Linked DNA regions of Mustela erminea: region 2 is linked to region 1. A link is a contact called in public Hi-C data. All regions are on one chromosome and are shown on one strand. Each heading gives the region's core, a stretch centred on a gene start, on an enhancer-like site or on the middle of the called end of the contact. The rest is flanking DNA. Distances are from core to core; before and after follow the strand shown.

What was found. Hi-C and Micro-C count contacts between places; a contact is called where the count stands out from the background.
Region 2: a Hi-C map of spleen shows a contact between it and region 1, with 5 times the contacts expected there. The contact joins the promoter of MAPK1 here to the promoter of YPEL1 in region 1. A contact is called at or near these places in 2 of 3 Hi-C or Micro-C datasets (skeletal muscle and spleen).

What each region holds. Positions count from the first base shown.
Region 1 is chr13:63,958,846-63,962,332 of mMusErm1.Pri, reverse strand. It overlaps YPEL1 (protein yippee-like 1), which reads left to right and starts at 1,573. Exons shown (of 5, transcript XM_032310397.1): 1 at 1,573-1,782. LOC116571902 (a long non-coding RNA gene) reads right to left here. Exons shown (of 3, transcript XR_004278040.1): 3 at 2,549-2,559.
Region 2 is chr13:64,088,230-64,091,716 of mMusErm1.Pri, reverse strand. It overlaps MAPK1 (mitogen-activated protein kinase 1), which reads left to right and starts at 1,569. Exons shown (of 9, transcript XM_032310395.1): 1 at 1,569-1,934. The coding sequence starts at 1,816.

The DNA of each region.
Region 1 (3,487 bases), core at 324-2,823:
CTCACAGGCCAGGGTACTGGATTCACCTGCATCACATGCATCAATCCCTTAGATTTTAAGGAAAAGATGTATTTCTGAGGATGAAGCTAGGAACCACAATGCAAAGCACAATAGGAAATCTGGTGCAAAAATATTCCAAGAATGCAGGAATCCAAAGAAATGGAGCAGAAATCATCAACGTGCCTAACGAGCACATAGTTATTTGGGTATGTTAAATTCAATATTCTGCAGCCACTAAAATCATTCATTAAAAACTGCAGTAAGAGTAAAATGCCCCTTCTCGAAGCAAGATACAAAATTACATAAACGTTGACTCACATAAAAATTGGGATTTTTTTCAATAGAGGACTGGCTAAGATACTTGCTGTAGCAAAAACAACAAAAGCATAATATTTAAGAAAATCTAAGGAATCTCTAAATTTTACAAGAGAAAGGAGCCCCCCTACACTCAGTTGCAAACTGAAGATCTGAAAGTTGGAAATAGAAGCTATGAAAGACTTAACAGTTAATGAAGAGTTGCTAACACTCCTCTGAAAACTGCATCTTAAAAACAATCATGAGTTCCCACTTTGCAGCCAGGTTTGTAAAAGAGGGGGAGCTGGAGACATTGCCAGGAGAATGGCTGAGTTCTGACAAATGGATAGTATCCAGAGACCTTCTAAGTACGGTAATAAATCAGATGCACATCCAAAGACGCTGAGAGATCTTTACAGATACACTGCATTGCAAAAAAGAAACAAGATCTAAAGAAGGCTAACATTTATAAAAATGTTATATACATTGTGACCTCAACACTGTGGTTTTTAAAAAATTATGTAACTTAAGAAACAACCTATAAGCTGTAGGGCCAAAAAAAAAAATGACTTGAGAGTCATAGAGGGATGGGGTGTGGACATGAAGATGGGATGGGCTGCCTGGGGGGGCCAGGAGGGCCACGTGGAGGATGGAGCTTCCTGTCGAATCCGATCTGGAGCAGAGAGCCAGATGCAGAGGTTCTCAGGCAGAGTGACTTGGAGCGTTCGGGGAGGATGGAGTGGGCGAGCGCGGAGGACCCCGTATTCTGGGAACCGAGTCTGCGAGTGGTCGGGCCAGGGAAGCCCAAGTCCTGCGCACGGCCGACCCATGAGCCCCGCTTCGGCCCCGGAAGCTGCGGCCCTGACGCCCATGAGCCGACCCAGGCGTGCGGAGAGATCGAGTGGCCCGCGGGCTCCCCACCGCGGGAGAAGCCTGCTGGCGAAGACCGTGGGCTGAACACCCAAGTTCAGAACAGACCGCGCTTGCGCACTGCGATCCTCTTTGAGCCCGCCCCAGGGCCCGCCCCTCCGCGCAGGGCCCCGCCCCCAGGCCCTTCAACCCTCATAGGCTGGCTCCGAGGCCGCGCTCGGCAGGCCGGCCAATGGGAGCGCGGCGCGCCCCGCGGCACGTGCGCCCCCGCCCAGCCCGGTCGAGTGCGAGCGGGTCCAGCTCCGGGGCGCGGAGCGCGCGGGGAGGGAACGCGCGGGAGGGGCGGGGCACGGGGCGGAGCGCGGGCGGGGGGGGCGCGCTGATTGGCCGACGCCGCGTTCCGAGGCCGTTAACGGCGGCGCGGCGGGGCCGCGGCTCCAAAACAAAGGGCAGGCGGCCCGCGGGGCGGCGGCGGGAGGATGCCTCGCGCCCTGCGGAGGCGCCAACGGCCGCAGCGCGTCCCGGGCCGCGCCGGCGCCGCCTGAGAGCCGAGCCCGCGCTGACCGGGGCCCGGGCCGGATGGGCGCTGCGGGCCGGGGCGCGGACCGCCGAGCGGCCGTGAGTACGGGCGGGCCTGGACACTGTTGCGCGGGCGGCTACTTTGTGGCGACCCGAGGCTCCTGCGACAGCGGGCGGGGCTCGGAGGCACCTGTTGGGCGTCCGGGCCGGCGGGCGGGGCGCGAGCGGGCCGCACCTGTGGATGTTTTTGTTCTGATTGGATTTTTTTGTTATTTGGCTCACTCCGTGTTGGAGCTGACCACAAAGCCTGAGCTTTGATTTTGCCCTCCTTTCTTCCTTCCCTTCCCTGCCTCCTTCCCACTTCAGCCACGAAAAAAATTTACAGAGAGAATGAACTGGATGCCTGCTGGTAATGGGCTTTTCCCTCTTTAACAGCAACAACAAAAAATGTTGCGACCCGGAGTGAAATGAGGACAAAAGAGGGTTCATAGGAATGTTTATTAGAAGAGGGGGATGTTTTCGAGTTACCCACATAAAGATCGTGACTAAAATGAATTGTTCTCTGTATCAGTTCCCTGCTTGTAGCACTAGGATTTTTTTTTTTTTTTTTTTTTTTTAAAGCACAGCTTGCAGGAGCCATAGCTTGAGAAACCTGCTCAGTAGGGTCCCCCTCCCCCAGGCCTGCCTCTGGTTGACATCTTTGATGTCCAGATAATGTGCTGAGTTCCAGGATGGGGAAAAAAAAAAGGCTATAATTTCATTTTGCAAAGATAATGGCTTTGGAAGACCTCAGTTTCCCCACCCCCAAGCTTTTTTGTTCAGTTGCATTTCTTCTTCCTCTTTCTGGCCAGAACACACACTTTAACCTGTTGTTTCCTTTGCCAAGAATGTTATTCTTTCCACCCACCTCCCTCCTAAACTAAGCAAGCCTCAAGAGGAGGCTTACCTCCTCTAGGGAACTCTTCCAGGTGCCTCACCTGAGCAAGCCTGGCTCTCTCCCACACCTGTGCACGCTCCAGCCTCTGCTCTGTTCTAGTAGAAGAGTCCCTGCTCGGTGCCAGGAGCTGTGCTGGATGCTGGGGTGGTTGAGTTTTGTAATTGTGCGCTGATTCCCTCTTACCCCTGGCCCCGGGTTCTTGGGTGACAGTCGTGGTACACTTGAGGAATGCTAATACTGAAGCTCTCCTGGACCCTTCTGCTTCCTTCCCTTGCATCTCACAGGGTTAGAGTGTCTCCTTGCAGGAACCTCTCAGCGGTAGGACCAGAGCGAAATCCTGCCCCACCACAGACCTGTAGTGCGGAGTCTGGCTTCTTTTGGGCACTTAAGAAAAAAAATAGCTGAATAATCTTTTTTTTTTTTTTTTTTTTTTAAAGATTTTATTTATTTATTTGCCAGAGACAGAGGGAGAGAGAGCGAGCGAGCACAGGCAGACATAGAGGCAGGCAGAGGCAGAGGGAGAAGCAGGCTCCCCGCCGAGCAAGGAGCCCGATGTGGGACTCGATCCCAGGACACTGGGATCATGACCTGAGCCGAAGGCAGCTGCTTAACCAACTGAGCCACCCAGGCGTCCCAAAATAGCTGAATAATCTTAATTACCAATCTGAGCAATAGCCTTTGCTTTTTCTTTTCTTTCTTTCTTTCTTTTTTTTTTTTTTAAAGATTTCATCTTTAAGTAATCTCTACACTCAGTGTGGGGCTCCAGCTCACAACCCTGAGATCAAGAGCCACAGTCTGCACTGACTGAGCCATCCAGGAGCCCCCGTAGCCTTTGCTTTTTAAATGAACTTCTTGTTTTGTAATAAC
Region 2 (3,487 bases), core at 320-2,819, 130 kb before region 1:
AGCCAAAGGTAGAGGCTTTAACCCACTGAGCCACCCAGGCTCAGATGCAATGTACTCTTATAATCAAGATGCAATGTATCAAGATGCAATCCAAAGATGCAATGTACTCTTATAATCAAGAATAAAAATAAGATGTATCTAAAACTGGGTTGTGCTTAGTGGACTAAATATACTTCAAAGGAGTAATTTTTGGCTTTAGCACTTTATTTCTCATCTTACATGCCACGTACCTTTTTCATACCAGGTTTTTAAATAATTTGCCTATTCAACTTTGAGATTGACTAACTGAATTTTGCTGACCTCTAGAAGTCCAGAGTTGAGGGCTTTCAAGATCACAGTGTTGGACAACTGAGATGCAGGATCTTACATCCTTAGTTCCCCTCCAAAGATGGCCTGGGAAATGTTCCGAAGCAGTGGTTGTTTCATTTCTGTCTCATTGTCTTAGCCATTCTTGGTATTCACGGGCTTTAGGATTGATCTTTATTTTTCAACCTCTGGTGTTTGTGTGTACTTCAGGGCCCCAGTGTGTTTGTCTCATTTTCTCTAGATCTTAATATTTTAGTTTTGGTGTTTACACCTTTGCATTCTTGTTTTGGCATGTCCTAAGATTCTACCCATCTGTACCAATCTGGGTCTCAGGCTCTGAATCTCCCTTTCTCCACTACCGTCTTACCCCTTACTCTGCTTTATGTTTTTCACAATACTTATCACAACTTGAGCATATATATATATATATTTTTAAACCCCTCTTCCCTCCTTTCTTTCTTACTACCTATCTCCTCACTCTAGAATGTGGATGCCCAGGAACAACTTAGATGCTCAGCAAACACTGATTGAACAAACGTGTCTGATTAGTGGATCCTGAGTTTCTAGCTTTAGTTTCAAAACTTTTGTGTTTTACACTTTCTCAGTATGCAAATATCGTTCGCGGTCTCGGTCATGTCTTTCTGTTTCTGTCCTTGTCTTCAGGCCTCTAAGTTTGTGTGGGGGCCACCGAGTCGCGGAGGCCCGCCCCACGCCTGCGGCCGGCCTGTGGCTCCCCGGCGTCGTCCCCCACGCGCTATCCCACGTCAGTACCGGGCTCCCGGGTTTTCCCTGCCCCGACAGCCTCTCAGGCTCAGTGGTACACCTCTCGCTGGTGCCGATGCCTCGGGGGTCTTTTTTTTTTTTTTTAAGATTTTATTTATTTATTTGAGAGAGAGAGAGAGAGACAGAGAGAGATCACAAGTAGAGCAGCAGGCAGAGAGAGAAGGAGAAGTAGACTCCCGCCAAGCAGAGAGCCCGATGTGGGGCTCGATCTCAAGACCCCGGAATCATGACCCCAGCCGAAAGCAGAGGCTTAACCCACTGAGCCATCCAGGCGCCCCCCTAGGTGTTCTTCTGCGTCTAGAGAGCCTCCTCCCTCGCCAACTCCCCCACGAAGGCACGTGACCAAGCAGGGCGGTGACTCTACCGCCGCCGCAGTGCTCCGCCCCGACCTCGCCGCTTCCGCCGGCCCGTGCAGCCCCGCCCCCAGACGGTGGGGAGCCAATCCGCCTGCACGCTTATTGGCTCCTCCCCGGCGCCCTCCACGGCGCGCGCCCCTCCCTCCGCCCGCTGGCCCGTCCGTCAGTCAGTCAGGCAGGCAGTCGGTCCGAGTGGTGGTGTCCTCTCCTGCTTTTCTAAGCGGTTCCGCCCTTGCTCCTTCCCGGTCGGCATCGGCAGCTGCACTCGCAGCGGCGCGGTCCCTCCGGGAGGCGCGGCGTGGGCCGAGCGGCGGCTGCAGAGCGTCGAGCCCTTCGCGGCGGAGGCGGCGGCGGCGGCCCGGCAGCCAACATGGCGGCGGCGGCGGCGGCGGGCGCGGGCCCGGAGATGGTCCGCGGGCAGGTGTTCGATGTGGGGCCGCGCTACACCAACCTCTCGTACATCGGCGAGGGCGCCTACGGCATGGTGTGGTGAGTGTCCGCGCCCTCTCGCAGGCCGGGCCACGCCCGCCCACCCGACCGCCCCGGGACACAGCGGACGCAGCCGCGGCCTCGTCCGCGCCCCGGCCTCCGGGGCCGCCTCGACCCCAACCCTTGGTTTCACTGCGGTGGGTGCGCCGGGGGCCTCGGGCGGAGTCCGGGGGCCGGTCGAGGTTGGGGTGTTGCTCGCGGGCGTTTCGCCGACCGGCCTTCGCTTGCCGCAGGGAGGGGCATAGGGGGCGGAGGCCAGTACCCGCGTACCCCCAGATACAGGCGTAGCGCAGATTTTACAGCCAGGATCTCCGGGAAGAGAACGTTAGGGTTTCCCGTCCCCGCATCTCCGGTTTGCTAGCATCGTGGCTTTCTTCTTGACATCCGATTGTACAGCCGGGAATTCCTTCAGAAGCTTGTCGGTGGTGGTGTTGGCCACGGTCTTAAAAGCGCTTCGCCTCGGCATGTGTGCAGAACGCAGAAAATAATTACCTTCCTCCCCTCGCCTGTATTCCGCGAACGGCTTTCATTAAATATCTTTAGTAGTGCTAACGGTGTTTTCCTGCGCAGGCTTTCTATAAAAAGCGTTAGTAGCATCACTGTTGGTTGTGAACTGTTTTAATCTTGAAGTTTTAAAATGGATTTTAATACCCATTTCATTTGCGTTTCAGAAAGGATAAGCCCGCACGGCTCTCTTGATTTATTAGAGTCGATTGGAGTTGGGCCTAATTTCACTCTTTTTTTCTTTAGCCGGAGTGAGCTCTCTTACTAGCGTAAATGTATTCAGACGTTTTAGCCCAATAGTTGTGGACTTCCCCTGTTAATGTTTTAGTGGTCAGTAATTATGCAGCCTTAATAGAGTTCTTGCAGAATTACAGGCACTCTCCCTTATCTTGATCCATATGCCTCAGAAACGTTCGTGGTTCTGTTAATTAGAATTAACTATATTGTTTTGTGCTGATGAGGACTTAATGCAGTGTAAAGTCCCTTACACCTGTTTTTCTTGTGAGTGTGTCTTGCGTTTAGTGAAGGAGGCAAACTAATATTTATTGAACACTTGGTGGCAGGTACTGTACTGGATATATCATCTCATTTTATTCGAACAGCCACCTCGAAGGAGGAAAGGGCTTGATACCCCTCTTTCAGGGGAGAATGTATTTTCAGGTGAAGCAAATTCTTCAGGTCATACTACTGAAGAGCCAGACCTGAGATTGTAGACTGAGATCCTGTCTCAAATGCTGCAGCTCTGTTATATCCTCGCTGTCTTTAAATAGTGTTATTAATAGCTTTAGAGTTGGGCATATTTTACTGTTGTAAGCAAGTCTGTTTTATAAATGTATTCAAATTTGAATGATTGTGATTGTAGAAATGCCATAAAGGGCATGTTTTAACAAGTATCTTAGACTAATTAAATTTTAAAAAGCTAATTGAATCTTGACTATTTTCATTCTCTTGAGGAGCAAAATGCTTCACATATGCAACTGTGAAAATTAATGTGAACTCAGAGGTTTAGGATCCAAAAGAGGAATTAAATTAGGTCAGGTCTAAAAGAT